Linked DNA regions of Mus musculus: all the other regions are linked to region 4. Evidence: chromatin contacts called from public Hi-C, HiChIP or PLAC-seq and promoter capture Hi-C data. All regions are on one chromosome and are shown on one strand. Each heading gives the region's core, a stretch centred on a gene start, on an enhancer-like site or on the middle of the called end of the contact. The rest is flanking DNA. Distances are from core to core; before and after follow the strand shown. Region 1 holds the start of Tmem45b (transmembrane protein 45b). Region 2 has its middle 42 kb from the start of Gm31408. Region 3 has its middle 91 kb from the start of Gm31408. Region 4 holds the start of Barx2 (BarH-like homeobox 2). Region 5 overlaps Tmem45b (transmembrane protein 45b). Region 6 holds the start of Kcnj5 (potassium inwardly-rectifying channel, subfamily J, member 5).

Region 1 (3,588 bases), core at 447-2,946, 450 kb before region 4:
GGTACTTCAGCTATGAAGGTAGCTTTCTAAGTGGCAAAGCTGTCCTTACCTACTGTGTTCAACAAGCAAAAGAGTGATAACCTTTGATCGTCTCTTGATCATACATGGTGTCTGCACTTTGTACAACTGAGCATGAAGCTGATACCATCCTGAAGTAATGGGAAGACTCAGAAATCCTCTTAATCTCTCTCCTCTCCAGTGCTCACCTCAAAGTAACATTTGCTAAGATTAAGTCATAGCTTTAGCCAAAAACATTTCAGGGAAGACACCAGATACAGTGACTGATGCATCCCGTGAGATTCAACAGCTTCAGCTTGGCCATCAGAGGCAGCATCCACCAGGAAGGCAGGGGAAAGGACCACAGAATACAAAGGAAAGTGCCGCCATGGTACCTGTTTCCACCTTCCTAAACAAGAGCAAACTGAAGCTCTTTGGTAAGAGGGAAGAACGTTTGGTTTCTGTAATACTATTACAGGTACTGTGCAACCAGATAAAACCTTGCTCGATGCTCATCCTTTGTTAAAACAGTGGTTCCTATTCAGTGCAGCGGTACTATCCGTCTCTTGTCTTTTCCGGAGACTATAGAACAGCAGGTGACCACATTATTACTAAGCCAACAAACTGTCATAAAGAGCTGCCTCTTTGGCGTTCAAAATCCAGTCTCTACTGCGTAGAAAGCTCATATTGACAAAAAAACCGAAAGCGTAGGTTGCTTGTGAACAATAAACCATAGTAGCTATTTAGATAGGTGTGTAGTTAGATAAAATGCATCTGCCTTCCCAGCTTTGATAACTATGCTAATCCCAAAGTCAAATAGAACCCAGGGAAGGGCGACAGGGGGAGCAGTGTGTGGGGGGCAGGAAAGATGGAACGAAGCAGCAAGCAGCAGCCGTTGCTGAGACCTTAGGCGAGGCAACTGCTCTTACGCTTTTAAAGTTCCATTTTATGAGGCCCCACCTTTCCCTGCTGAAGTACAGATCTTTTTTTTTCCCATTACGGTGGGCCTTGTCTCCACTCAGTCCCTCTGGATTCAGGCAGGTGCCCCCACTTTCAGGCTCTCCTTGCTAAGGCCAAGGCTTTACTCTTGGCTTTTAGAAGCGGAGGCCAAACGATGGCCTGGAGGAGCTGTTATCAACCGTCTCTCATTATCAGACTTCCCGGCCTGAGGAATGTATCTGGTTCCTGTATTTATGGAGTCTTAGCGACAGATGGGGTGCAAGTGAGCGCGAGTCATTCTGGCACCCTGAAAACAACTCGAGGTCTCCTTAATAGGCACACCACCTAAGGTGGAGCGCCTGCTTCCCTGAGAATGAATGCCAGGCTTCGCACCTAGTCACCTAGTCGCAGTAACGCTGTGGACCCGAATCGTTCCAGGACCCCGGGGACAGTACAGAGGAGCAACTCCCGGGGGGAGCTGGTGAGGAGGACTACTCCTAGCCCCGAAGGGGCTAACCAACGGCTTCCTAGGTACTAGACTCCCTCTGCACTCCAGCACCCTCCCTCCATCTGAGTGAGCGCTTCTCTGTCTCCTTCCTGAGGATCCGACTCCGGATCCTCACCTCCCTTCCCAGGTGGTGCCTCCCTTTCTCCCGGCCCTGAGCCCCTGACCCAGCGGGAATCCTACCTCTTCCGAGCCTCAGAGGTGTCCACTTGCCAGCTTCGGTCACACGTGTGACCGCGGGTGCCCAGGAGGTGCAAGCGTCTGCACCCTGCCCCGCCCGGCCCCGCCCGCTGCAGGAGCTGGCAACCTCAGATGGCCCTAACCCTGCTGCTAGCACGACCTCAGGTGGCTCAGCACAGTACTTTTCTTCCAAGCACCTTTTCCCTGCTTCCGAGTGTCCCCTGTTTCTGAGAGTCCCCTGCTTCAGAGAGTCCCCTGCTTCAGAGAGTCCCCTGCTTCAGAGAGGCTTTCGGGGACCACAGGCACTCCTTTAAAAGTGTGTTCCCGAAAGCCCAGCCAGGTTCCTGGATCATCCAGGTGCACTACTTATGGAGACTTCCTGTTATGCAAAGCGATTTCTGGCCTGGGAGGAAGGGAATGCTCTGAGTGGGACTAGCTCTGAATTTCTCCAGCCAGGAAAACCACAGCTAACACGCAGGACAAATAGTCACTGACCACTCACCGCCAAGGAAGGCTCCGGTGGATGATACGTGGGCTTCTTCTTTTCCATTCTATTCTTTTCTACATCCATCCATCCATCCATCCATCCATCCATCCATCCATCCAATCAATCTTCTTTGTGCACGTTTGACAAAAATCTGTCAGGTGGGCACAGTTCTGGATTGGCATGAGAGGAGTTCCCGGGTGGTGTTTAAGATGCTGCAATAGTGGCTGCTCTCTGTAGCACTTGTAGCTAAGAGACTGACCTTATTTTGCACCGTTGCTGCCCCTTGTACTTCCTAAAGACATGAAGAGAATGCCAGCACTAAAGCTCTCTGCACACTCAGAGAAAGAACTCAGGGAGAGATACTAGCAGAGGAACCTCTGAAAAGCTGCTGTGTTTTCAAAAACGATATAAAAATCTGTATTCTCAGCTTGGGGACTAGCCCTCAGAGCAAAGGATCAGGTCCCGTCCTGGAGTGTGTCCACACCTGCAGATTTTGAAACAGAGGAAAGGGAGTAGCCCTACACAGTCATCAGCCAGGGAGAGGCTGCACTTGGTCACCAGTTCCTTCTGACGCTTTCTGCTCAGGACTGTTTTACTTTCCTTATAGGCTAAGATCTCGAGACAGCCGTGTGCAGTTTTATTGATAGAGCTACTGGTTGGTAAAGATGCTTTGACAGTTTCATTTATGTTTTGTGAGGCAGGGTCTTATGTAGCCCAGGTGTGCCTCTACCTTACCATAGAGCCACAGATGACTTTAGGTTTCTGGTCCTCCTGCTTGTACCTCACAAGCACTGGGATTGCAGGTGTGCACCCCTCTGTGTCTGGTTTATATAGTTCTAGTGGTTGAACACAGGGTTTGGTACAAGCTAGAAGAATACCAATTGAACTGCATCCTCAGCCCAGAGATTGTGTGTGTGTGTGTGTGTGTGTGTGTGTGTGTGTGTGTGTGTGTGTGTATGTACATGCGGAGGCTAGGTCCATGTTGGGTGTGTTCTCTCACCTTCCACCTAATTTTTGAGATGAAGTCACTCACTGACTATGGAGCTTGCTCACCTGTTCAGTTAGATTATGGGCCAAGCAAACTTTAGGGATCCTCTCTTGTCTGCAGTGAGAATACGGGGATGTGCAGCCCGCTTCCCGCCTAGCATTTTATATGAATTCTGGGGATCAGAACCTAAGCCCTCATTCTTGCCCCACAAGCACTTTACCAATGGAGCTACCTCCCCAGCCCTGAGATACTTAGGACCTCTGGCTCAAATTTAGCATCCAAATATTAAGACACACCAGTTTTTAAAGTATACCTTTGACGGTCGTTAACTTCATTGATCAACAGTTTTAATAAAAATCAAACAGTTTCAATGAAGTAGTGACAAGTATCAGGAAATCAACTTTGAAATAATACAATAATATGAATTATTATCAAATTGTTTTCTGATAAAGAGAGAACTCCCAAGTGGTGACACATATTTGTATAATCTTA
Region 2 (3,321 bases), core at 152-2,651, 310 kb before region 4:
AGAAAGATAAAGTGCTGAAGAGATGGCTCAGCAGTTGAGAGTACTGGCTTCTCTTCCAGAGAATCTGGGTTTGAGTCCTAGCATCCACCTGGTAGCTCACAACTGTCTGTAGCTTCAGTATTAGAGCAAAGAATGTCCTCTTTTGTCATCTGTGGGTATCAGACACATATAGGGGGCCCAGAAGTATATGCAGGCAAAACAGCATAAACATACAATAAAAATAAAAAACCCAAAGATAAATAAATAAGCTATAACCTGTATCATAAAACTGATTGTTTGTCCTTTAGTCAGTTAATCTGGACCATGTTTATACATTTCCACATACTATGCCTGTCACTAACTGAATGCTCATTGCTGTGTGAATAACTGAAGGTGCCCCAGGTAAGTGTGCCTGTACTAAATGTTTTGCAAAGACTGGGAAGACAGCAACAGCATGGGAGCTCACAGGCCCTATATGCCAGGGGAGCAGACAGTCTGGCTATATCCTATGCATTTATATGTATTGATTAAGTACAGCCATCCAGGGATGTGGAGTGCAAGGGGTGAAAAAGGATGCCATTTTCTTCCTTAATGGCCCATACTATTTATTCAGGCATATGTATTTTACTAACAGAATCAAAGCAATGAACATCAAAAATGTCTGTCCTCTTTGGAGGGTCCTTACTTTGACAGAGGCAGAGACAGAGACAGAGGCAGAGAGAAAGAGACACGAGAGACAGACGAGGGGCAAGATAGAGAGGGAGAGACAGAGACAGAGACAGAGACAGAGACAGAGGCAGAGACAGGATAGGAGGAGAGTACTGACATTCAAAAGCTGATTTGGTATTTACAGCTGAGCCTACTGGATGCACACAACTACACAAAATACAAACCTTAGACTACTCTGAGGTCACAGTAAACAGAGGCGAAGCCAAGCCACTTCTTACTTTTGTCTAACATGGAACAAAAGCAAATTACTATGCTTTATGAGAAATGGTGAACACTTGCCTGACTTGGCTGGAAAACTAATGGCCACGTTCCTATTCTTTCCAAATACAGCTTTGCCCTTGTTCATTTGTACTCTCTACAGATTAGATTAATTACATAATCTGTCATAGAATAGTCAACCTTTATCGCTAATGTTTTAGAGATCAGATCTTACTCTGTAGCCCACAGTCCAATGTCGAGTGAGCACTGACTTCCTTAGTCCCCACCCCCAGTCATATGTAATCTCCTTTTTCCTAATGTTCTTTATTGCCATGTCCCGTGGATCTTCCATGGTGAGTGTCCCCCTCAAGTGTTGAGACAAACATTTATTTTCTGGTGGCCTTCATTAACAGAAACCACAGCAAAACTCACACATTAACGTCTTATCACGTGGCTTTTCTCTGTCTCATCCTTCCAGACCTCTCTATTCTTGTCAGATAAGGAACGGTGCTATCTTCCTTTACAGCTTAATTGAGGTCTGATTTGCATATGGTTTGCATACTTAGAATGAAACTTGATAAATTTTAACTTATGTACTTTCAGCAACTATTAATCTACTTTCATTTTAAACAGTGTGTGTGTGTGTGTGTGTGTGTATGTGTGTATTCTTACCCCAGAGAGGACGGGGGGGGGGGGGGGCTTTATCCCTACAGTGATAAGCAGGCTTAATGCTTACTTCTGAGCTTCTAAATCCTTTTCTTCATTAAGGGGAGCCAAGACTCCTTTAGGAAATGATCAGGTTGTGTCTGACAAAGTCCAGAAAGTATCTGAGCTATTTGGCTACTCTGGAAAGTCAGAAAGTATTTAAGGAATGATTGAACGTGGAGGAAGGACAAAGGAGCTCTCATGAGGGGACTCCCAATGACCAAGTATGCCTTTATGTGTCATGAAGACGAGCATTAGCAATGGATTCTGTACAAGTGGATAAAACAGAATCCACGAGTCAGACAGATAAACATAAATGAATGAATGAGTGAAGAAAGAGAGGACTCCCTCCAACCAGTGCACTCGGAAGGAATGGCAAAACTGGGGCGTCACCAGTTGGCAGCACCCATTGTAGTTAGCTCACCCAAGAAACAATGTCAAGGATGGTGAGAAGGGGCAGGAGTGACAAAGGCTAGATGAGGGTGGAGTTTCTTAGTTCCTGGCTAGAGAAAAAGAGCAACATTTTAGTGGAGAACTTGGAAAAACACCTTAATGAGGTGATTCAAGTTCACACCAGCTGACATGAGGTCAACTGTAATGACATTCATCCAAGCGAATGCAATAAGAACACATTGTGGCATCTTTTCCTCAAAGAATTGCCAGAATCAGTCACAAGGAACTGTCTACAAAATGTCTCCCATGCAGCTCGGAAATATCACCATCACAAAAGACAGGAACAGATGGAGAAAGTTAGGGAAGGTCTGGAGAGATGGCTTGACAGTTAAGAGCACTGGCTGCTCTTGCAGAAGACCATGGTTTGATTCCCAGAACCTATATGGTGGCTTTCAACCATTGTAACTCCTGATTCATGGTATCTACTGATCTCTTTTGGCTTCTGTAGGTCAAAAGGATTGCATGTGGTGTTTGCGTATGCACATACTCACACACACACACACACACACACACACACACATGCAGGGAAAACACCTACACATATACAACATTTAAAAAGGCTTTGTGGAACACAACTGCCCACAGTGTGGCTTCTAGCATTATTGAATCAGTCAACATGACCTTAATGGGTAAGATGATTAAATGATAGAAATGGAGACACCTTACTCCCTTGGGTTTTATGTTGTATCAAAATGTCAAAGAATGCCCTGTACATGGGAAACCTACCTTCAAGTGGTTGTGCTAATCTCAGAACTGTAGTAACCAAGGGTTTGACTCAGTCTCTTTGATCCTAGTCTTGAGGATCAGCAAATCCCAGCCTTCCACCCTACACAGGGTGTTCCCAAAGGACCTTTGCAGAAGGCCAAGGTTCTTTAGACAGTGATCCAAGAAATAATCATCCACAAGAGGGGGAAATAGCGCGGGTGACCTTTGTTCTGTGCCTGGGACTTTCCCTGGTTTTGCTGCAGTGTTGAAACCAGGAAACTTACTAATGATATCTATAGCATATCAGCATAAGCATTAATATTAATGTCTGCCGAGGAGGCTTGGAACAGTGTGGGAATTCCCCCTGCTGTAGGCACCGTCCCCAGAAAGATATGGCTGGCAAAGCAATATTGTGCACAGGTAAATAGTTTCTCCTGGCCAGAACCTTGCCTCACACATTCTTGTCTGATCAAACTGTACCTGTGCTGTCTTTATAAGTTCTTTTATAAAACTGTAGTTTCCCGAAACTTGACACTCTTCGGGAAGGGGAGA
Region 3 (3,209 bases), core at 134-2,633, 260 kb before region 4:
TGTCACAAATACTGGCATAAGTACATTATTAGCTTTGGAGGTTACAGGCCTCAGTGCCTTTGTTCCTGTGGTTAGACAGCACATGACAGTGACAATCTAAGTCAGAACGCAACTTTTTTCTCATGGCTGGAACACAAAAGAGAAAGAGAAAGAGAAAGAAACTATGGTCCCAGGGCTCTATTCAAAGTGATGACCCCAACCACCTAAGACTTACCAGCATCACCTCTTAAAGTTCTTACTACCTTCCAGTAGTGCCACAGGCCAGGGACCAAGTCTAACTCGGAAGCCTTCTGGGGGGCATACCAGATCCAAACCATAGATAGCAAAATCCAAATGTAATTGTGAAATGCAGGCAGGGTGAATGAATAAGTTAGTGAATGAACACCACCCAGATGTGCATCCTAATAATTATCAAAGTCCCTTTCCAGTAAATCAATTTCTATATCGCATTCAAAGAATTTCTGAGGTGTCCCAAGTCAGAGGCGTGCTCAAAGCCGTAGAAGGCCAGTCAACGTGCTGGACCGAGATCGTGGGAATCCTGAGATGTGAATAGTTGATATTTTCTCTGTTCCTCAGACAGTGTGACAGTGGCCAGCTCCTATGTGGAGGCCAGGTGCTGTGTCTTTCAACACTCTTTCTGTTTCATGTTGAATGAGTCAAGCCTTGCAAAGCTTGAAGAGTGAAAGCCTGCCCCCCTTACACCCCTGAAAGTGGCCGGGGAAAGGGCCCTTCTGCCAAGGTTCTCACCCAGGTGTCCGAGCTCCCCTTTTTTTCCCCCGCTTCAAATAGTCCAGTGACCCCAGCCCATGCATGGAGATCTCTAACCATACTGAACCTGTTTTCTAGAGAAAGCATGTGTGTGTGCATCCTAGGGAGGGAAAGATGGTGCCTTACCCGCGTATCAAAGCTATTTATGTGTCTGTTGTTCAAATTGTGAGGTTCTTGAAGGCACTACTCAGTGCCAACAGAGTAAATGGCTGCTGGATCAGACGATGGAAAAGAAAGCATGATATATGATAGCTGAACAAACGTTTTTCTGAAGTAAGGTCCGTTTCTCACATTGGCCAGGGTCTCTAAAGATGTAGGGTCCTCCTAATGCCTCATCTCATCCAAAAGGACACCCAAACAGCTGCTTCCCTCTCTGCTTGGATTAACTCCGCCAACTTTGCATGTAGGCTTGTTCACATCTCGGAGTGCTAGAACCAGTTTGAGGCTTTTCCATGAAGTGTGTGGTAATGGTGTCCCCAAATGGCTTGAGGTGATGAAAGAACAACCTGGGAGAGTCACCTCCCTGTTTGTCTTCTCAGCCTTGGGAGTGGACCCTAGAAGGGCTATGCCCCAACCCTGGCCTCTTTCTCGGCCCAGGGCTATGAGGGACTTGCTGCATTCTGAGTGTGTGAAAAGAACGAGGGGACTATGAGTCAGAGAAATAACTCCTAGGGCCAACCTCACCCTAGAATTGTTTCATCAAAATGGGAAGCTGCAGAGGGGGGAACAAGCCCGATGCCAAGGTGTCCACGCTGTTCCAACTTGCCTTCGAGTTGAGGACTCAGCAAACACTGACACGGGTTGACAAACCAAGACAGGTTTGATTTACAGAGCACTCCTCTGTCCCAGGGAGAAATCAAACATTGTAAATCACCAGGGGATGGCCTAGGCTCTAGAGTGCTTATAAACCATCTGAGCAGGCCTTGCCTCTTGCCCCACCGGGAGTAACTTTCCATCGGGCAGTGTGCCCTTCTCAGAGGCAAGACAAAAAAGAATTGTGTGCACAGAGGGTGAGGTGAGTCACAGGAAGCTCAGCAGGGGCTGCTTCTCCTAACCAGGCATCTGTGATCACTGGAAAGCTTGCACAGTACTTACCAGTCTGTCACTAGGCTCCAGAGAGACTTCCATGAACATCAGGGACTGTCCTGCTTGACCGTGCGAGGAGGAAGAGACAGTGCAGCTCTTAAGCTGCAATGTGTGTTTTTTGGATGGTCTGCCCAATGGGTATCTTCTAGAACCTTGGAGCATACATCTCACATGCTTCTGACAGTGATGCCCAAGGCTTCCTATGGAAGAGGCCTGAGTGATATCAATGTGAGAAACAGACACTGGAGACTTGCCTTAAATCTGGGCTTCTATGAAATGTGTCATCAACTGACTAGGGAGGAAGTAAACAGGAACATGGCTAGAGAAAAGAGACATATTCTATATATTCTGTTATCAATGACACACTTATCTGAGCTTTGAGGACCGAGATTCCAGAAGCCAGGGTTTTATTCCTTCCTTCCATGTAACGAATCCATTATTCTCTTTGCATTTTGTAGCATCTTCTTGTGCTTCGTCTGTTCCTTTAAGGCTACCCTACGAGCTAATCAGCCTTTGAATGGAAAACACGTGCCGTGCCTCGTGCTCTTTGCTTTTTTGGCTTACATCATTTGTTGGGACTCTGGATATGGGGTTGGTATAGTTAGTTGAGTGTGGGGCAGGGAGCAAGAGCCTTGCCTGCTGTCTCTTGGCTTTTAGAATTCCTGAACAAAGGCCATTGTTGTGAATTAACCGAGCTGTATGTTTGGTAGAAGGTAAGGCAATCACACTGAACCCAAACAGTGAGATTTCCTGTAGCGTAAGTGAGAAAGTTAGAGCTTTTCTCTGAATTTCAGTTCTTGGTAAAGAAGGGGTTGGGGTTACACCAGAAAAGGGGGTTCTTTTCTGCTGGCTTGCTCTATCCATCCCCAGCATGTTGAGGCTCAGGCCCTAGTACTTCAAGTTATTTTCAGCTCTCCCTACTGGTTACTATAATCTAAGAGTAGGTTATTTTGTACACCCTAGCCTCATGTCTTCCAGTTGCAAGGGAGGGACTCCCACATCAGCCTCTTCCCTATATACAAACCAGCCACGCAGGTGGCAAAGGTGGATCAATCCTTCCTTCTTGAAGGGTCTGAGTGTAATCAAATCTAGGAAGGGACACCTTCCACCCAAGAGGACATGTCTTATCTCAGGAAGATGAAAATAAAGAAAATCAGGAGAATAGTTTCATTGGCACAAATTGGACCAGTGTTGAACTCAGCCTGGGGCAATGAGATTCTACAACACATTCTCTCCGCCCCTCGTACACTTACAGTGTTAAATGTGGAAAGTTTATAGAGATCGCCTTGACAACCATCATGTTGGAAGCTGTATGAAATGTGGTCGGCTTTTAATACACCCAAGGCTGTCTGGTT
Region 4 (3,459 bases), core at 696-3,195:
CACAAGCCATGGAAAGTGGCCTTAGAATTACATCAAAGCCCCTGAAAGGCAGCAGGTACTAAACAGGGCCCTGGGTCCCTCAGGAACTGAACCTATCTTCTGGGTAGCGAGACTCAACGGGGTACAATGAGAATTGTCACGGGGGGGGGTCCTCATTGGGATTTTATTGTTGTGGCAAATAAATGTTCTCAAAGAGAAGATTTAGCCTACTTCTCCAGCCCCAAACATTCACAGATGACTCATTGGAGACTCTACATATATAGCAGACAAAATGCCAGCAGGGTGGGCCTCTATCTTGTTTCTCAAATCTATTTAATGTATACCTTGATTATTTTCTTGTTTATAAAATTCAGTATTACAAGGCTTGTTGTGGGATATCAAGTCTAAAACTACCTTGCTGAAAGAAGTGAAATATTCATTTTATGGCCAAATGTAGGAGTAACTTGATTTGGGAAAAACCTCTCCCCATATTTATTATTTAGACTTAGTGACTAGCATGGCTGGACCGTGGGAGAGATGGAATTCCAAGTATTACATTTAGCAGCTTTTTATCCCCGAAGTTCAGAAAAGAAGTCTGGGAACCACTGCAGTGGGCACACACTTCCATTTTTCCAATTATAATTTCGTGAGTTTGTTTCATGGCAGTCATACAGCAAGCACAGAACCAAAGGCCCAAAGCACTTGTTTGCTCTCAGTGGAAAGCACAGTCAAGAACTTCCTTGAAAATATTTTCAACTGTTTTAGCTCCACCTAACTTTTTTGTAGCCTGATCCCCATCTGCCAGGGAACTTTGAAACCCAGAGCTTCTCTAAATGTACACCCTGTTTTAAATGTCTTTGGATTGATTTCCTACAGATCTACTTTTTCAATGTAATTACTAAATTCTCTGTTTCCTTCCTATTGGTCTAGTTTTTGTGGACAGAGGAAACCAGGTTTGAGGGTTTTTTTTTTTTTAAAAAAACTGTTACTAGTGTTGGTTTTAGTCACTTAAAACAAACAAGGGGTTTATCCTTTCTGCTTGTGTCAAAACTCAGCACAGCCCAAAACTACTTTCCTGAGGGCAATCATTTTAAGTAAAGTTTGATGTAGTCACAAGTTTATTTTGAAGCCCATGAAACCGATTTACCTGTAAAATTACAAAAGAGGCTGGGCAATCTAACTCTAGGTGAAAGATGAGACCACCAAATTAAAGTTGAAACTGACAAGCTCACTGCGTGAAACCGCCTAGGCACTGAATCTGTTCAAGTGTTTGAAGTTTCTCACTAAAACCCCCGGTAGTGCCAGGGAGAAGGACGCTTTCTCCAAGAAGCCAGGACAGTTATGCTACATTGGCGTCTCACTCCAAGGACCACTTGGTCTTAACTCATCTCCCATCCAGGGAGCAGTACCTGCCCAGGCCCGGTTGCAAACGCTTTTGAATGCCCACCACTGGCGGGCGAGTCTGTTCTTGCAAGGACGCAGGAAAAGAATCCTTTGGTCCCTCTGGCTCTCAGGTTGGAAAGCAGAGGCGACCGCACACGGGCAAAAGTACAGCAGCCCACTATATCGCCCAGCGGTTGTCTTACCGGTACAAGAGTGCAGGGGCTTGGGTCGCACCACCAGCGACGGGCACACAGAGTAGAGGGAAAGTTTCTCAAAGTAGTCGCAGGTCTCCTTGGAGAGGATCTCATCGATCATGAAAGTCTTGTAGCGCCGCCTGGCTGCTTTGAGCTGGCCGGGTGAGCTCAGCCTCAGTTCCGCGTGGCAGTGCATGGTGAGCCGGGACCAGAGCCTGGCGACCTGAGCGCGGCGAGCGCCTGGCCGTCCGGGACCGCAGGAGGTGGCTCGCTGGCTGGGGCCTGAGCCCCGCTCCTCGGCAGCCAGAGGGGCGGCGGGGCCCGGGGAGGCGCGCAAAGCAGAGAGGGCACGGGCGCGCCTGCTGCGTCTACACCCACCCGCCGAGCAGCATCTTTGACTACAGCCTTTTTGGGACACCGCAGCTGTCAATCAGCGCGCACTTCCTGCAGGGCCAGGTGCGGAGCGCGAGCCGAGGGGCGTCGGCCGCTACCCCGCCCCTGCGCGCCCGTGCGGCTGGGGTGCTGACCTGCGCACCCCGGGTCCGACCGCTCTTGCCCGCTGCCTCCCGCCGATCCGAGAGTCGAGCGCTCCCCAGGCGGCTCTATTTTAAGACACTCGCTCCGGTTCTCCTTTCCCCCTCCCCCAGCTCCAGGTGTGTGTACGGGTGTGTGCGCGCGCTCGTGTGTGTGTGTGCACGCGCAGGACTGCGGGCGCGCGCCTCCTTCTCCAGGGACTCAGGAGTCTAGCCGCCACTTTTCCGAGTCGCATCGCCCCTCTGTCCTCCCTTAGCGCCAGTCCTGCTAAAGGGGGCACCGCTCCCGCCCCTCCGCCCCCGCAACCCTATAGGCAGCTATGTCCACACCTCTTGCCATAAAGCAGTGGCATCTTCATCCAGAATCGCGAAGCTCCGGGCTCCAGAGCGCGCGCTTTCCGACGACCACCGAGCCTCACTTGTCCCCGCTGGGCCATTTCCCTAAACCACAGTGTCCTCTCTCAACCCAGCCCACAGCTCCGAAGCCCGCGCTGCAGCCGTGCGCTCCCGAGGTGGGGCATTTGCTCCAAGGTTGCAAACTTGATTGCCTCACTACGACCCCAAACTACAAATGAATTTAGCACACTCCGTTATCCCAATTATAAACTAGGGTAGTAATGTGGTGTGTGTGAGTGTGTGTTTAAATTCTGTTCATACAACGGTTTTCTTTTGCCAGAAAGGGCCAAAACAGCGGGATCGCGACGTGCCCGCGGCCCTTCCAAAGTTAGCCCAAATTCTGGCTTTTCCTAGTGCCCAATCCCGCTTTCCATTCCGGGGTATAACACACTTCTGGTATTGGGGGATGGTTTGCCTCTTTCTTCCTAGCGTCCTAATCTCAGAATCTGTTCCTACCAATGTCTGTACGAACTTTGTTCCTAACCACAATCCTTGCGTTAGAGCGTCCGGCCCGCACCTAAGCGCCTAGGACAGCTCCTGCTGTCAGTGACTCTTCCAGCCGGCCGGCCGGCCGTGGGAAACGACCTCCGGGTGCACTCCCAGCCCCCAAGACTGTGCCCCTGAAGTGGTGTGCGCAAGCTGGAAAAGAAACGGACAGCGGGGACACAGAATTTGGGACAAAACAGCCGATGGTGTTTGCCTGACGCTCGCACGGTGCGACTGATCCCGTGGCTACGCGCTCCGAGCATGGTTAGCCGCGGAAGCAAGTCGGGACGCGCACCTGGGCCGGTGGTTAAACTCGCTAAGGAACAAACTTGCTGAACTAATGATTAAACACTTAAAGAAAATAGGCATTAATAGACTGAATCATAGTCGAGCGTTTGCTGTGGGCATCAGCTCGTATTAATGATTTTTATTTCTCGTGTGTCTGCCTCTGCCTGATTTCTCTTTCCTTCTTAACTCTTGAGATTGCT
Region 5 (3,135 bases), core at 248-2,747, 480 kb before region 4:
CTTTCTGTTGTCTGTCTTGTTGGCCGTCCTGTGGGTACCACTCCTGGTGATGCTTGAGACTTTTGTGTGGAGGATATGCCAATGAGTGGTTGTTAATTAGCCTGAGATCTAGATAAAGACTTTTTTGGGAATGATGATTTAATTTAACCTAAACTCTATATAGAACTTTGAATTGCTTAAAAAAAAAAACTCCCCTAATTCTTTTTTGCATTTTCCAGTTGCAGAAACGAGGATTATAAAGTAATATGAATGCCCATTGTAAATTTACTAATGCGTTTGTGATTGTACGAGGGATAGTTATATCATGTTAGGCGTATTTACAACCTTGTTATTGTTTCATGTGAACATGAGATATTTGTGTCAAGTTGACAAGGGGTGGATTGTAGTGGCTATTCCTGGTTGTCAACTTGACAATATTTGGAATGAACTACAATCCGGAATTGGAAGGCTCACCAATGATCCTTATCTGGAGGCTTGGAGATCCTTATCTGGATCTTGGTTTGAAGATCTTGAGCCATAGTGGCTATGGATTCCAGAAGATTGAATCTCCGAGTTAAGGAACACACCTTTAATCTGGGCTATGCCTTTCATCTGGGATTAAAGGTGTGGTGGAACACACCTTTAATCTGGGCTACACCTTTTGCTGGAGACAATATAAGGACATTGGAAGAAGGGAGTCTAGCTCTTGCTCTTGCTCCTTCGCCTGCTTGCTGCGTGAGACTGAGTAACTGCTAGATCCTTGGACTTCCATTAGTATTTGTTCTGTTCCTATAACTTCATAGGGCAAAAACTAGTTTACTTGGTAGTTATTCATAGTGTATACAATAGGAGGGTCTATTAACTATTAGTATAAAGCTTTGCACACATGGATATTAGAATATAACAGACTAGCAGTCATCTAGACCCTGTCCTATTATCTCTGCTAGTAAAACATCTATTTCACAGGATCTGGGAGGTAGGTTGAAGGATCTGGATGTGAAGAGAAAATGACTCTGTTCTTACCAATGATTGCAAACAGAGTCTTCACTGCACCTTCAATGATCTCAATGCGCTCCTGCTGACGGCTCAGTCTGTTATTCTTCAAGCCCTTGTGGTGAAAGTACTTCAGTGGGTACTTCACTGACCACCACAGCCCCACTATTAGAAAGAAGCTCCCTGGGAGAGCATGGCCCTTGAAGTTTGCCATCGCTGTTCCAGGATGCCTAAGAGATGAGGATTGCAGTTAGGTGATTGAATGATGAAGACATATATGTACATATAGACACATATAGGTGCATGTGTGCATGTGGAGTGTGTGTGTGTGAGAGAGAGACAGAGACAGGAGTGTAGAGGCTGGAGGACAACCTCAGGTATTACTTCTGAGGGATACTATCCACCTTACTCTAACACAGGACTTCTCATTGGCCTGGAACCCACTAAGTATGCTCTGCTGGCTGACCTGCCCATGAGCTGTATAGATCCGCTTGTCTCCCTGGCCCTGAGATCACAAGGATACACAACACACCCAGCTGTTTTACGCGATAGACAAGAAGTCTTTCTACTCTGTGTATTTTGAGCCAGGCATAGTGGTGCACTGCATGCCTTTAGTCCTAGCCCTTGGGAGGTGGAAGCCAGAGGGTCAGGAGTTCAAGGTCATCCTCCCCTTCTTAATAAAGGCAAGGCCAGCTTAGGCGACATGAAACCCTGCCTCCAAAGCACCATCCCCTCCACACTGTAGCAAGAAGCAGAATTGATCGTAAGCCACACCAGCAAGATCAAGGCTTTTTATGTGAAAAGCCCTTAAATCACTAGAATAGTACTGTCTGCCAGGTAATTTGGGGTTGGGGAGAACACTGCCGGGCCCGGGGCTGTGAAAATAAATAAGTTTGGTGGGGAGAAATGGAGGCCAGGTCAGTATTTGTTGACTCAGTGTAAAGATATCTTCCTAGGCACAGATGCGAACGAGAGGATTAGAGAGAAGAAACTTTATATGTAGTAATTTAAAAAAGCTTTTTATTGATTCTCTGTGAATTTCACATCATGCACCCCAATTCCACTCATGTCCCTGCCCCTTTGTGTCTGCCTTCCGCCCCTGTGACCCCTGCCCCCGCCAAAGGAAAAATAAGAGAACAAAAATCTCATCATGGGAGCTGCACTGTGTCACAGTGTCATACACCCTTTTTGTCCAACCCCCTTCACTTGCAGACGTTCATTGTAATGAGTCATTCAGCGGTCTGGTTCAAGGCCTCTGGCTTCTGCTACACTGCCAGTACTGGATCTCCACCAGGACTCCTCTCTGATATCTTGTTGTTGATCTGTGTCATAGAGATCCTGCAGCTTTGGCTCAGCAGGACTGGCTCCTTCACATGCCCCAGTAGTTCATAGAAGGGGTAGATGTTAGGGTGGGCCAACCCTAAGCCCTGGATCTGGGCCTGAGTAGGAGCTGAGTTGGTCAGCCCACCAGTTCTCCCATACCCATCTCACTAGGGCCAGCCTGCCTGCCTGGCTAGCTTACCCAAGTGCCACAGCCAATAAGGGGTGGGGCAAGCTCTCCCACTCTCATGCCCTCGGGGCGGGCTCGCCTGCACTGGCACCACCAGTGCTGGCCAGTCCAGGCACATAGCCTGCTCTACTGAGTTCTAAAACCAGCAAGGGATTGTGGGAAGCCATCCCTGCTGTGCCCACACCACCTCACGGCAGACGAAAGGTGGGGCCAGCTCTCTGTAGGCATTTTTTTTAATGTCAAAATGATGAAAAAGGGGCTGGTTAAATGTCTCAGCCAGTAAAGGATGCTGGCTGCTGAGCCTGTTGACCCGTGCCCAGTCTCGGTGGAAGAAGTGGGACCCACTCCTACAGGTCCTCTCATCTCCAGAGGCACATCACAGCACATACACCCAGAGAAACACAATGTAATTAAACCAAAAGTCTAAGAGATGGAGATAAATCAGGAAGCTGGCAGCTATACAGTGACTGTTAATTATAAAGCTTTTTACATATTTTTTTTTTCAAATTTAATTTTACTTTTTTTTTTTTTGGTGTGTGTGTATGTATGAGTATTTTGCCTGCATTCATATCTAAGAGAAAGCCTGATTCTCTGGAAATGGAGTTACAGACAGTTTTAAGCTGCCGTGTGGGTGCTGGGAATCAATCCCATGT
Region 6 (3,432 bases), core at 331-2,830, 430 kb after region 4:
GGTCTACATAGTGAGTTCTAGGCTAGCCAGGTCTGAATAGTGATAACCTGTGTCTCAAATAACAAAGGAGGTGGAGAGAGACTATTGCTAAGCAAAGGCATGGATCCCAGGAAGGTGGTATACCTTACAGGGTTAGTGTTTGGTAATAAGCTCTGGATTTGAAGCCAGGGGCTGGCAAGGACTGTGAAGATTAGAACCTCCCTTTAGAGCTCAGACATCCGTGTACTTTAGTTCCCTCTAGAAAGCAAGAAAACGTAGTTCTGCCCCACAGGTTAACTCCCAGGACCCCGTTCCAGCTCAACACCCCGGTTCTGTAAATATTAGCTGCTGTCCCCTGCTTCTCCGCAGGGATTCCCATGCTCGGTGGCCCAGGCAGCTTGCTTAGGAGAAAGAATAGCTACACTTTGGAGTCAGATACTGTGGAGACTCTCCCGTTGTAATCTCAGTTACTCACCCTCTCAGAGCTGCCATTTCTGTGCTGTGGGACAGGCTTGCTAGTCTCCGTTTAACTGAGAAGAGTCACAGTGAGCATTTGCATTCCCACTGTTTGCCTGGTGTTTGAAAGGTTCCCCTCGATAGCGCCCCGGGATCTTGGTATGGATGCTGGGCAGGCTAGAGTCTCCACTGCCTTTTGGGAATAGCCCATGAAATTTCGAGAAGCCAACACTGAACACTGCTCCACAGTCCCAGGCTAGAAACCCCCCTCCTAGTGGCCTGCCCTTGCGTTTAAAGGAGGCCCTGGCAGAATCAGGTGCTACAGAGCAGATCTCCAAGGAGAGCCACCATCAGGAAAATGCTATAGCTTGTCTTCCTCCACCTTTTATCTTTAACCCTTCTTTTGAACAATTGCAGAAATGTTTTCAAAAGAAGGAAAGCATACAGGTAGTGACCAATTCTGAGAAGACTGGTACCGCAAAGCAGTTAGATTAGAAAGCAGCTGGGGCAGAGAGTCTACAGTCCAGGGGGTCGCCCTACCCGACCATCTCTGCCCCCACCTGAAGCTGTTTCTGGGAGCAAGGTTCTCTCTATCTCCTCCCAAGGCCTGGCCAAGCAAGCCAAAGATGGAAGGTTTCAGTCCCGCAGGTATCCTGGTCTGGTTCTGGGAGCAGGGCGTTTATGGTCCTGGGGAGGCTGGACTCCTCATCTTGGGGAGGCCGGCAGCTAAGGCCAGCTTCAGTTTGTTGAACTTTGGACCACCGGATCTTGTTCCCATCCTGTCTCAACCCGACAGGCTCCGGTAGGGGAAAGCCTTCTTTTAGAACCACAGGACACCTAGTGAGGGTCCGGTTTGGGGAGTCGCTGGGCTGGGGGAGGGACGCGAGAGAAAGGAGACAACTTACTTGTAGCGCAGAGAGCTTCTCCGAACCCTTGGGGCTAACTTCTGGAGATCCTTCCAAGGCGGTGCAGGTGGCTCTCAGGGCTCTCCAGGGGATTCCCTAGCCTCAGGCATTGCCTACGGACGGGCAGACGCCCCGAGCCACTCTGGTGTCGCAGGTCCAGCTAGCAGAGGCGTCTAAACCTCCCGCCCCTTCACCGGTCTGCCTCGCCCTTCTATCTAGAGAGAACAGCGGGAGGCTCTCTGCTGTCCCTCTCCTCTCCGCCCTCCTCTCTTCTCCCTCCCCATCTCCTCCCGTCCCCCCGCCCCCCCTCCCGGGTTCTCCTCCCTCTGTCCCCCTACAATTGAATCTCTGGATAGAACGCGATTTAAAGGGCCACAGGCAAAGGAGAACCACAAAGAAAGGCAGCAATGGGAGAAATGCTTGCACAATGGGGTATATGGTGGAGATGGGTGGGGGCTGTTGGTATCGGGGGTCACAGTCACTTGGAAGGAGTCCGGTGCCGGACGCAGGGCCAGAGAGAGCGGGCAGCCTCCTCCCTACTCTCCTGCCCACTACTCCCCCTTCGCCACCTCCCTCCAAGACCTCCTTGTTGATGCTCCTGTGCTTCTGGCCACGCTTAAGCGAGGGTCAGAGACCTGCGCCACCAGATGTGTGTGAGAGCTTCCCGTGAATATGTGGGAAAGCTCACGTGTACATGTGTGTGTGTGATCGCCCGCGTGTGTAAGCGCCCCCGCACGTGTGTGAGCGCCCGCGTGCCTGTGTTTAGAGGGTGCGGAGGAGCAGACAGAAGAAACTCTTAGGGCAGAAAATTCAGGCTCAGAGCCTTGCAAGGGGAGGGGGGAACACCTGCTCAGTCATTCTGGGCACTTTGAGGGGGCTGTTGTCCGAACTTCCCTGCCTATCAAGAAGCCAGATGCAGCAGGTGGGGGACATTCCCCTGGAAGTCCGGAGTCACAGTCTAGGGGGGGACCTTAAGCTGTTACTGGGTCTGGCTCTTGAGACTGGGACCTGATTATAACTGAAGGGGAAAGTCTAGAGAAGGGAGAAGGGAAGTGGGTCTTTTGTTGGAGCATTCTGCTTAGGGTAGTCTATAGGTGAGTGGGAATGGCTATTCATTGAAATGGATATGGCCTTCCCTTGAAAGGCAAGTGAGACCTGAACCATCTTCAGGTAAGGGGGCTGGCCTTTCCTCCCACTCTCTACTTTCTTCTCTGTTCCCAAAAGTTCTTCTTGTAAAATATTAAAACTATAATGTCATTTCTGTTGCAACGTCCTATGTACATGTGTTGAAGGAAAAAGCTTTTCAATGATGGCATTAAAAGGCCCCCGGCCCCCGAACCCCCGTGTTTCCTCAAGGTTCCACCCACCTTCCAGTCCGTTGTACATTATTCTGTTTCTACTTCTCTGCATAGATCTCTTGAATGTATTTCATTTTCTGTGTGACAGCCTCCATGTACAGACCACATTGGCTGCTGCTCTGGGGGTCTGAATATCCTTCCTTCTGGGAATCCACTGTTAGTCTCTACCCCAGCCTAGGTCTTTCTCATTGCAGGCACAAACCCCACTCTCCCTCTTTTGTGGACTGTTCTTGGCTTTGAGCATAGAGGACTCTATTCTTCAATGAACCGTAGGAAAGACAGGAATGTCACTCACTGCACAGGGAGGGCTGCTGTCTGGGAGAGCCAGCACGTGGCTGTCTGCTGGTGCCTTCACTAGTCCCAACCTTAACATCTCTCTGTCTGTTACACAGTTTTTGGGGTTCAGCACCCAAAGGAGAGGGTTTATTCGGCTTCTGCCTCCACATTCACAGTCCATCACTGAAGGAAGTCAGGACAGGAGCTCAACATGACCAGAACCTGGACTCAGAAGCTGATGCAGAGGACATGAAAGGTGGTGCTTACCGGCTTGCTCATCATGGCTTGCTCAGTCTGACTTAATATAGAATCCAGGGGTGGGACTACCCACAGTGGGTTGGGCCCTCTGCCATCAGTCACTAACTAAGAAGATGCCCTACGGCCAGAGCTTAGGGAGTCATTCTCAAAGTTGAGGTCTCCTCCTTTCTGAAGACATTAATTAGCTTGTGTAAAGTTGC

The links. Promoter capture Hi-C pulls out the DNA fragments that hold promoters and counts their contacts. A called contact is a pair of places that touch in the nucleus more often than the background predicts. HiChIP or PLAC-seq counts read pairs in DNA pulled down with a chosen protein or histone mark.
Region 1: an H3K4me3 HiChIP or PLAC-seq map of embryonic stem cells shows a contact between it and region 4, with 5 times the contacts expected there. The contact joins the promoter of Tmem45b here to the promoter of Barx2 in region 4. A contact is called at or near these places in 6 of 39 promoter capture datasets (embryonic stem cells, hippocampal neurons, liver and 2 more), 3 of 484 Hi-C or Micro-C datasets (all in embryonic stem cells), 5 of 115 datasets of contacts at active chromatin or transcription factors (embryonic forebrain, embryonic stem cells, intestinal villus epithelium and 1 more) and 3 of 9 other capture datasets (adipose tissue, embryonic stem cells and liver).
Region 2: an H3K4me3 HiChIP or PLAC-seq map of intestinal villus epithelium shows a contact between it and region 4, with 10 times the contacts expected there. The contact joins the enhancer-like site here to the promoter of Barx2 in region 4. A contact is called at or near these places in 10 of 39 promoter capture datasets (the C10 cell line, cranial neural crest, embryonic stem cells and 6 more), 2 of 15 datasets of contacts at CTCF or cohesin (the NIH/3T3 cell line and stem cell-derived epiblast-like cells), 12 of 484 Hi-C or Micro-C datasets (the G1E-ER4 cell line, the HL-1 cell line, Sertoli cells and 7 more), 19 of 115 datasets of contacts at active chromatin or transcription factors (astrocytes, craniofacial prominence, embryonic basal ganglia and 11 more) and 2 of 9 other capture datasets (embryonic stem cells and pancreatic islet).
Region 3: a contact with region 4 is called in a Hi-C map of epidermal suprabasal cells, with 4 times the contacts expected there. The contact joins the enhancer-like site here to the promoter of Barx2 in region 4. A contact is called at or near these places in 14 of 39 promoter capture datasets (the 3T3-L1 cell line, embryonic stem cells, frontonasal cranial neural crest and 5 more), 1 of 15 datasets of contacts at CTCF or cohesin (stem cell-derived epiblast-like cells), 31 of 484 Hi-C or Micro-C datasets (the HL-1 cell line, Th1 cells, cortical neurons and 8 more), 12 of 115 datasets of contacts at active chromatin or transcription factors (embryonic limb bud, embryonic stem cells, fibro-adipogenic progenitors and 4 more) and 3 of 9 other capture datasets (adipose tissue, embryonic stem cells and pancreatic islet).
Region 5: a contact with region 4 is called in a promoter capture Hi-C map of liver, with 3 times the contacts expected there. The contact joins the enhancer-like site here to the promoter of Barx2 in region 4. A contact is called at or near these places in 9 of 39 promoter capture datasets (the 3T3-L1 cell line, embryonic stem cells, frontonasal cranial neural crest and 5 more), 1 of 484 Hi-C or Micro-C datasets (cortical neurons), 5 of 115 datasets of contacts at active chromatin or transcription factors (astrocytes, embryonic stem cells and stem cell-derived neural progenitor cells) and 1 of 9 other capture datasets (embryonic stem cells).
Region 6: a contact with region 4 is called in a Hi-C map of embryonic stem cells, with 2.6 times the contacts expected there. The contact joins the promoter of Kcnj5 here to the promoter of Barx2 in region 4. A contact is called at or near these places in 8 of 39 promoter capture datasets (embryonic stem cells, hippocampal neurons, liver and 1 more), 6 of 484 Hi-C or Micro-C datasets (all in embryonic stem cells), 5 of 115 datasets of contacts at active chromatin or transcription factors (astrocytes, embryonic stem cells, forebrain and 1 more) and 1 of 9 other capture datasets (embryonic stem cells).

What each region holds. Positions count from the first base shown.
Region 1 is chr9:31,462,542-31,466,129 of GRCm38.p6, forward strand. It overlaps Tmem45b (transmembrane protein 45b), which reads right to left and starts at 1,697. Exons shown (of 6, transcript NM_144936.1): 1 at 1,625-1,697.
Region 2 is chr9:31,599,895-31,603,215 of GRCm38.p6, forward strand. No RefSeq gene overlaps it. Among named protein-coding and RNA genes, the nearest start is that of Gm31408, 42 kb to the left of the region's middle. Within about 2 kb of position 1,402, at least 5 of the 459 cell types and tissues checked have an H3K27ac peak or open chromatin away from gene starts, as enhancers often do. A contact at or near this core is called in intestinal villus epithelium, where this site is marked.
Region 3 is chr9:31,649,223-31,652,431 of GRCm38.p6, forward strand. No RefSeq gene overlaps it. Among named protein-coding and RNA genes, the nearest start is that of Gm31408, 91 kb to the left of the region's middle. Within about 2 kb of position 1,384, at least 21 of the 459 cell types and tissues checked have an H3K27ac peak or open chromatin away from gene starts, as enhancers often do. A contact at or near this core is called in the HL-1 cell line, epidermal suprabasal cells, muscle stem cells and 1 more, where this site is marked.
Region 4 is chr9:31,911,340-31,914,798 of GRCm38.p6, forward strand. Barx2 (BarH-like homeobox 2) reads right to left here and starts at 1,946. Exons shown (of 4, transcript NM_013800.2): 1 at 1,566-1,946. The coding sequence starts at 1,752.
Region 5 is chr9:31,430,319-31,433,453 of GRCm38.p6, forward strand. It overlaps Tmem45b (transmembrane protein 45b), which reads right to left. Exons shown (of 6, transcript NM_144936.1): 2 at 1,003-1,202. The coding sequence starts at 1,186. Among named protein-coding and RNA genes, the nearest start is that of Tmem45b, 32 kb to the right of the region's middle. Within about 2 kb of position 1,498, at least 51 of the 459 cell types and tissues checked have an H3K27ac peak or open chromatin away from gene starts, as enhancers often do. A contact at or near this core is called in embryonic stem cells and liver, where this site is marked.
Region 6 is chr9:32,342,764-32,346,195 of GRCm38.p6, forward strand. Kcnj5 (potassium inwardly-rectifying channel, subfamily J, member 5) reads right to left here and starts at 1,581. Exons shown (of 4, transcript NM_010605.5): 1 at 1,341-1,581.